Regions from separate parts of the Mus musculus genome. Here region 2 is linked to region 1. Evidence: chromatin contacts called from public HiChIP or PLAC-seq data. All regions are on one chromosome and are shown on one strand. Each heading gives the region's core, a stretch centred on a gene start, on an enhancer-like site or on the middle of the called end of the contact. The rest is flanking DNA. Distances are from core to core; before and after follow the strand shown. Region 1 holds the start of Zfyve27 (zinc finger, FYVE domain containing 27). Region 2 overlaps Got1 (glutamic-oxaloacetic transaminase 1, soluble).

Evidence for each region. HiChIP or PLAC-seq counts read pairs in DNA pulled down with a chosen protein or histone mark.
Region 2: an H3K27ac HiChIP or PLAC-seq map of embryonic stem cells shows a contact between it and region 1, with 4 times the contacts expected there. The contact joins the enhancer-like site here to the promoter of Zfyve27 in region 1. A contact is called at or near these places in 3 of 39 promoter capture datasets (embryonic stem cells, hippocampal neurons and liver) and 2 of 115 datasets of contacts at active chromatin or transcription factors (both in embryonic stem cells).

The regions. Positions count from the first base shown.
Region 1 is chr19:42,168,843-42,173,074 of GRCm38.p6, reverse strand. It overlaps Zfyve27 (zinc finger, FYVE domain containing 27), which reads right to left and starts at 2,508. Exons shown (of 13, transcript NM_177319.3): 1 at 2,290-2,508; 2 at 1,332-1,529. The coding sequence starts at 1,528.
Region 2 is chr19:43,496,919-43,501,150 of GRCm38.p6, reverse strand. It overlaps Got1 (glutamic-oxaloacetic transaminase 1, soluble), which reads left to right. Exons shown (of 9, transcript NM_010324.2): 9 at 594-1,399. The coding sequence ends at 733. Cnnm1 (cyclin M1) reads right to left here. Exons shown (of 12, transcript NM_001373992.1): 12 at 3,941-4,232. Among named protein-coding and RNA genes, the nearest start is that of Got1, 26 kb to the left of the region's middle. Within about 2 kb of position 1,945, at least 88 of the 459 cell types and tissues checked have an H3K27ac peak or open chromatin away from gene starts, as enhancers often do. A contact at or near this core is called in embryonic stem cells and liver, where this site is marked.

The sequences.
Region 1 (4,232 bases), core at 1,259-3,758:
TTAACATAAATCAAGGCAGGAGTTGAAGAGATGGTTCATTAGTTAAGACGCAGGCTGAGTTCCTAGCACCCCCACAGAGGCTCACAACTATCTGTAACTCCAGTTCTGGGTGATCTGACAACCTCTCCTGGCCTCTAAGGACACCAAACAAACATACGGTGCATATAAATATATACAGACAACACAGCCGTACACATAAAATCTAAAACAAAGATAAATCACTTAAGGAAAAAACAAACATTTTAATGTAAACAAGACAGGCTAGGCATAGTGGCGCATGCCCTTAATCACAGCACTCCAGATAGTGGCAGACAGACCTCTATGAGTTCCAGGCCAGTCAGGAATATAATAAGACCATGGCTCAAAAAACAAAAACAAAAACATTTTTTAAAGCAAGTTGGTCCCAGTACTTGTAAGTCTGCAACAGAATGCTTGGAAGTCTGAGAGCAGCCTGCACTATGAGTTTCAGACTAGCCTGTGATATATACAATGAAACACTATCTCAACAACAAAAAGAAAGGAAAGGAAGCTGGAAGAAAATTACTGAGGATTAAAAAAATGAAGCAAAAATAGAAAAAAATTGAAAACCATAATCCCAAGTAACAGTGAAAATGGCATCTCGTTTTTTCAAAGGTATTTGTAGTTGAGTTTGTTTAAAATTATAACTTGATGGTAAGATAGCTTAGCCAGCTGGGCAGTGGTGGCGCACGCCTTTAATTCCAGCGCTTGGGAGGCAGAGGCAGGAGGATTTCTAAGTTTGAGGCCAGCCTGGTCTACAGAGTGAGTTCCAGGACAGCCAGGGTCACACAGAGAAACCCTGTCTCGAAAACAAAAACAACAACAACAACAAAATAGCTTAGCCAGTAAAGTGCTTGCTGCCAAGCCTGTGTCTGTCCCTAGAATCCACCCTGGAAGGAGAGCTAACTCCCAAAAGCTGCCCTCTGACCTGCACACAACGCCACATGCATACAAAAGAATAAAAATCAAGATTTTAATATTAATTACATTAATATTCAGAGAGAAAAGGGAAAAAAAATCCCTACATCTGCTCTAAGCTATACTAGGCCAGTGTCTTTCCAGCAGTCCCTAAGAGGAGCTTATCCAACTACAGTCCTGATGAAGACCAAGTGGTTCTCAGTTCCCACCTTCCCTGCATAGCGCTGGAACACAAGTAGACCTGAATACACCTAAAGGTCACACAAGTCTCCCCAGAACTAGTCATCGCTAGAGCAGAAAGGATAGCCCAACTACTGCCTAGCTGGCCAGAACTGCTAAAGACCAGGGAGACAGGAGAGCCCAGAGGAAGAACAAAGGAACCCTAAAGTCTGTACCTTAGCAAGTATCGAACACCGTCCCCTGCATCCTTCAGGGGTTCCAGGTAGATCTCCAGCCTCTTGTAGGACAGGACCAGGTTGAAGAGATCAAACGCTGCTGACTTGGTAGGGGCAGGTGGACACTCAGAGAGAACCTCAGGCATCCCGCTGGGGCTCGCCTCCGGCCCACTCAGGTCCCGATCCGAAGTCTGCATTCTGTAATCGTAAATCCCTACACTCACGATGCACTTCCAGACTACAACACATTTCCCCCTTGCATTACAGTTCGTGTGGTTCCTAAGGTTAACTGTGAGAGGTGAACGCGAATACCCATCTCACACTGCAAGAAATTTTATTCCTACTGAAGTAGGAAGTAGCAGGGTGAAGGGGATGTCTTCGCTATAAAGCCTATCACTCTTCATGAGCCCCTCCAACGCTCCTTTCCCTCACAGACCTTTCAAGAGCATATAAACCATTAATAACCAGGTTGTTGAAAGAAGGCAGTAGGTAATGCCAAGAGAAAAGATGTCCTGTGACATCTTTCTCCTATCTTTAGCTCCTCCTTCAGGTGTCAGGGTAAGGGGGACCATCTTGTCCTGGGAAGTCTTTATGAACGCGCCAGTGTACACTGGGAGACCCTTACCAGGGCTCCCAGAGGTTCATGAATTTCTCCTAACAACACTCTTATCACGCTCTTAACCCTGGCTCCCATTCATCACTTGGAAAGGGGTCGACTGGACCCCAAACTCTCGACAGGACGAGCTAGGGAGAAAGGGAACCCAAGCAAGCGCGAGACAGGCTTAGCAGGTCAGTGCCGACAGAGGCCCAGACCACCAGCCTGTCTGAGGCCGCGCAGGGCAGGACACGCCTAAGGTCGCTGTGCCTGCAGGTGGCGACCCACACGCGGTGGGAGGGCCGGAGGGCCAGGCTCCGTAAATAAATACAGTGAGGCTGGGGCGTCACGGTCGTCACCTACCCGGACGCTGTCCCAGGAAAGGAAGAGACAGGAACGGCCAGGGGGACAGAAGGGCCACCAAGCCCCGGAGCGGTCCCTCAGGCCAGGCCCGCCCCACCCCACGCCACGCCACGCCACCTCCCACCGACGCTCCGAAGTCGCAGGTCCACCCGGGAACCGTCTGCCCCTCCACCGCCGTCGCTTCCGGGACGCGACTCACTCTGCGGTGGCGCGCCCGTGACGTCACCGCGCCCGTCCCGCCTTGGGTCCGGCCTCCGGGCTTAGCTCCTCCCACCCAAGCGCAGGTGAGCAAGCGCGTTGATACTGCGCCTGCGCACTCTTCCCTCCTTGGCTAATTTCTGGTTAACTCTGTTCCTGCCACCCAAGAGATGACTCGTTTAATGCCCGGGAGTCCTAGGACCTGGGAGCCAGCCTAGCTCCGGAACATTACAGCAAGGACAGTTAGAGAGTCTAGCGTGGTGACACACTTGTAACCACAGCCTTTTGGTTTCTGAGGCTGGAGTATTGCAAGTTCAAGGCCAGTCTTGGCTATGGGAGCTTCTGGCTCAAAAAAAAAAAAAAAAAAAAAAAAAAAAGTGGGGCGTGTGGGGGCAGGGATGGAGAAGGATAAAAAAAAAGAAAGAAAATGTGGATAGAAGCTCTGAGAACCTAGGGAAGACAGAAAACACATCTTGTATGTCAGGTGCCTATGGGTAGTGCCATTTTAACGGTGAGAGAGCCCCTGGCTTGCTGCAGGAAGACACAGCAGCACAGAAACCAGCTGTCTGCTATAGTGCTTGCCGTGAGAACGCAGAGACAAACTGTACACGACACTGAAGTTTCTCTAGTAGTATCAGTAATTTCGAGGGTTACAACATTAGCAGAGACGGAACGGTGGTCCGTAGCTGCTGTGTTCAAGGTCCTGTGCAGGCCGTTCCTAGCTCTATCCTCTTCACATCTTGTGACCCAGCTGTTGTCCCTTAAAACACACCTCCCATGGGTTTCCATTTAACCAGCAGGCAGGCAGTACACTAAGCTTTTTGTGCACATTATCTTATCTGTTCCTCCTTCAATAACCCTATCGGGGTTATCACCATTTCACAGATGAGGAGTTGTAGTCATGGTAAGTAACTTCTTTAATGTCACAGCACATAAACTGCTCGGAGCTGGGATTTGAGCCAAATACATCACTGGATGCCAGCAACCCCAGCCATACCACCACCCACACGAGGCTGCATCCACTGGCTTCATCTGTCCTGCTGTTCTCTCTCAGGTGCCTCAGTCTCAGCCAGCTGAACCCTCTTTGTTACCTGCAAGGGCCCTGGACTCTTGCCAAGTCCTCAGATTGCTTGTCACACCTGCCTGCCCCGATTCTTGCTTCCATCCAAACCCAAGCAAGCCATCATAGCAGGAGTCAGCTGTGAGCAGCCTTCCCTAGCTGTTCAGCCGACAATAACCCCTCCTCTGAGCTACCCCAAAGCTTCACTGACATCTCGTCCAGCATCTCTTTTTCAGAGAGACAGGCACGCCTGCTCTCCTCAGCCAGGACTCAGCTGCACTGGGAATCTGGGCTCTCCTCACTTCCTTCAGGCTGGTCACTGTCCCACAGGCTCTGAAATCTTTACTCTCAGTAATACCCCTTCGCCTGGAGACAAGATGCACAAGAAATTTCTTTACCTCCACTTTTGTTTCCTCCTCTGACTTGCCCGCTCTTCTGCTCATTCCTCACCTATTCAGCCCTCGCCAACTGTAATCCCGTCTTCCTGGGTCACCTCTGCCTTTCTGGCTGCCACACCCAGCGAACATTTCCAGTCTTCCTTGCAGGAGCTCTCAGCAACACTGGACACTTCGCTGTTCTTCCTTTCCCCACCTGAGCGTCCAGGAGACCACCTCTCTTGGCCTCCTACCCTCAAGGTCTCCTTAGGGTTTTTCTTCCCTTGAATGTCATCTATCTGCCACCTTCC
Region 2 (4,232 bases), core at 696-3,195, 1.3 Mb before region 1:
ACATGCAGGCCTCTGTCCCCTTCTGCTTTCACGTGTGGGGTTTTTTCCTGCAACCATGGAATCCCTGATGCATCCTAGGAGGCTGAAGGATGAGTGGTCCAGAGGCTAGAATGTGGTGGTCCCTAGGTCACGGGGTCTGGGTCACAGGGTCACAGAGCCTGTTGGTTCACTTACATGCCGGTTATCTGTACATTGTGATGGGCTCCTGTCAAATGTACTCTGAGATGAAAGGCTCACTGGAGGTTGTTGGATGCTCAGGACTGGAGCCCCAAAGCCGGTGTCGAGCACCTATCAGGGTTTCCCGATCAGGGTACTTCCCTTGTGTCTGATGGCTGCTCTCAGTTGAGAGGGGTATCTAACGTGCAAGGTCTGGCTGGGAGGTCATCCCGGCTTCAAAGCTGCCCCTCTGCTGTAGTCATATTGTCAACGTCCTGAAAATTGAACATGAATTACTGAGAAATCTTTCCAGGATCTAGTGAGTAGTTTCCTGTTGGTTGATTGCACCAGTCTGAGTTAAGGAGGAAGAAGGAAGATGGTGATCTCTGAGTGTCCACTGCTTAAGTCAGTGTCTTGCCCTCCTGTCTTCTCTACAGCCAAGCAGGTCGAGTATTTGGTCAACGAGAAGCATATCTATCTCCTGCCGAGTGGTCGGATCAACATGTGCGGCTTGACCACCAAGAACCTAGATTACGTCGCTACCTCCATCCATGAAGCCGTCACCAAAATCCAGTGAAGAAACACCTCGTAGTTCACGCCACCAAAGCAGTTCTTGTCACACCTTTCCTGCCTGCGCAAACCTAGCTGTACCTAGCTGTACACGTCCTTTATTAGAGATGACCGAGGGGAAGCAGCTGCTGTTTAGCTGACCCCCCACATGAGAAGACGTTTCTTGAAATGAGCCCCGGGGGCTCTGGGGTTAGAGCCTGTTGGAAACCAGAGTAGATTAAAGTTATTTAAGAATAAAAAGAACTTTGGCTATGAGATGTAATCACCTTGCCTTCCTCTCTAGCATTCTGCAGGAGTGATGCCCACGGAGCCTTGGGCTTCTGCGTGTTGCCTGACTGTACAAAAGTCTAGTCTCAAAGATCAAGTTGGTCTGAGGAGCCGGATGTGACTGTGGGTGTTGGCTGGGGCATTAAAACTCATCATCGCCACCCATCTCTGTCTCTCGTCACCCTGATCTCCCCGCACGGTTGTGTCCCTGGTCTGGAACATTAGTTTTTTTAAGGCAACTGTGGCCAATATTTATATCATGACATACAAATGGATTTACGTATTTGACTGAAATGAAAGTTCCACTAAACGGTATTTGCTCTTGTGATATGTGGCACATTGTGATATTTTCTTAGTCTGTTCTGTTTTATTTAAAAAATAAAACTGCTGATCAAGACAAGTGAAATGGAGTTTGTGATCCATTCATGAGTTGCCACCCACAGTTTAGAATGAAGTCTTTAGAGGGGTTCACTGATGGCAAAGGTAAAGGAAAAAACAAAATGTGTTCATGAAACTGGAAGTTCAAGTAGGATCCAGGCTGTAAGTCCATGTTGCTTTTGTAGGTTTATCGTTCAGACACCAGCCATTTTCTTAAGAAACTAGGATGATATCATTTAGAGGGATTCTAGAATACCAGCTCTTTCCGTCACCGCTGGAGCTGCTATGTCCCTAGTGTATTGAAAACATTACAGCTGCTTAAACATCACAAGTTCCAGAGTCCCTGAACTCTGGGAAAAGGGTGGGTCTGGAAAAATTGGTAGGGCTATGCCTTACTTTAAGCAACAGAGTAACCACTTTTCAAAATATTTAAGAGTAGCTTTTCAGAATTTCCCAGGACTCCCTTGAGGTATAAAAATCCCACGATTTTTAAAGATGGTCGGCTCCAGAAGTCACCAGGTCTAGCCTGGCTACCGCAGTGAAACAGTCTGCTTGCTTCCTGTTGTCTCTGACTCACCCCCTTTCCTCTGGGTGTGGTACGGAATTCTTTCCAAGCTTACCAAGACACCCTGTTCTGTTAGTAGGGCCTTTTAGTTTAAAAAAAGACCTTTGACCTTGAGCCAGAATTTGGACTGTTGCTGTCATTCTGCCGTCATTCCTCATTCCTTTCTTTGAATCAGTCTGTTGGTACTGAAACAGTCTGGCTTCCTGCCTTCGGAGAGGAACGGTGGTTATCCCTGGTCTGGCTTTCCTTTGCAAAGCCCTCCGCCCTTGCAGATCCTACCATCTGGCTGGGCTGACTCTCTGTAGGTGCCCCAGGCTGCTGGGTGTGGACGAGGTAAAGGTTATTAGACGTTAGCTTGCAGCTTGTTTCCATTTGTATCCTTTATTGAGGTTTGTTCTTTCAGCTCTAGGATGCTGCCTTCCCTGGAAGAGTTTCTTGCATTCTCCCTAGGGGTGGCTTAAGCCATCAGACTCCAGTACCTCTGATGGGGACAGACTTGGTTGTTGTGAGCAAAAGAGCATTGCTTGTTGCTCTTGCAGAGGACTGGGGTTCTGTTTCTAGCACCCACATGAAACCACAACTGCCCGGAATTCCAGATCAAGGGGATCTGACGCCCTCTTCTGGCTTCCAGGGGTACCTACATATGCTAAGGCATACACATAAATAAATCTTAAAAAACAATTTTGATCAATGTGGCCCTCCAAAATGTCCTACCCAGTAACCACCCCCCACCTTTTTTTTTTTTTTTTTTTTTTTTGAGACAGGGTCTCTCTGTGTATCCCTGACTGTCCTGGAACTCACTCTGTAAACCAGGCTGGCCTTAAACTCAGAAATCTGCCTGCCTCTGCCTCCCGTGCTGGGATTAAAGGTGTGCGCCACCACTGACTGGCTCCCCAGTAAACTCTTACTAGGGCATACTTTTCTTGTTAGGGAAAGAGAATTTTTCTTCTAGTTTTTTATTTTTAAATTTATTTTATAAAAATTTATTTATTAGAAAAATTTCTAATTTTTCTTCTAGGGGGAGTGCCAAAACTATTTAAATTAAGGAAACAACTTTAAGTCTCAATGCCAGTACCAACATGCTAAAAAAGTTTTTAGTATTTTAAAGAAAAAAAAAAAAGATGAAGTGGGACAAATTGGTTAGCGTGTCCTGTACTGTGTCTGGGGTTCTGTGGATGTTTGGGGGACACTGCAAGAGCTCTCAGATGTGGGTGCATGGTAGACTTCAGAGGTGGGCAAACAGAAAACTCCAACTTGCCAAAACTTCAATCAAGTTGTCCAAAGGCATCAGCGCCTTTGAGAGGCAGTTTTGAGAAATGAGTTAAGCAGCCTTTATTACACCACCTGCTAAGTGTAGCCCAGAGAAAACAGCCTTTAGCGTATTAAGGAAAGAATAGCCCCGATTGGGTCTCCAGAGAAGAATCCTGTATTGTTCCAGCATAACCCTCTAATGGTCTTGTTACACTGCTTGCAAGCTGCCTGGCTGGTCCGCCTTCTGGAGCCAGCTAACTGCACACGGAACCTCTGGCCCACTGCTTTCTTGTTCCTGCCTCTAGCCTTTGCGTAGGAACCACTGGAATGGGGCCATCTTGATGTTCCAGAAGGTCCGAGAAAGCCAGCAGAGTCTCAGGGGTGTAGGGTCTGGCCTCCAACATCCTGGTCTTTTCTCATGGTCACATGGGTTCAGCAGCCACTGGCCCTTCTCAGTATCCTCTTAATACCCCCTTGTCTCCACTTACATCCAGTCTTAGGTTTACTTCCCTCTTCTGCCGTTCATTCCTATAAAAATCCGACTCACCTGACTTCCCAAAGCAAAGTCTACCTGAAGTACCCGAACTTTGCTGTAACCTTACCTCAGCCTCGCACCTGCCTCAAGGGTAGTTAGTGCCCTGCAGGCAGGTGGGCCACACAGGTGAGATGTTGACACCTGTGCATTGTCTGACACGCATCTCAAATGAAACCATTTTCAAACTCCAGAATCCCATGGGCAAGCAAAGCAGCTAGTCCAGGAAAACACATTTTTATTTTATTTAAAAATTATTTACAATTTATTGAGTTTTCATAAATACTTTATTTTAAAATCTTTTTTTAAAATGTATTTTAACCTGAAGAAAATCGGAGGGGGGGGGTGGGGCTTGGGAGCTAGGGAAAGGAATGGTGACAGGTCCCTTAGAGGGTCTGCAGAGGGTGGAGTTAATACAACAGTAGTGGCCTGAGCCTGGTGGCCAAAGGACTAATGAGAGGGAACTTTACCTAGCAGGGCTCCCTTGTGAGATCTTGTTCCAAACTCATCATC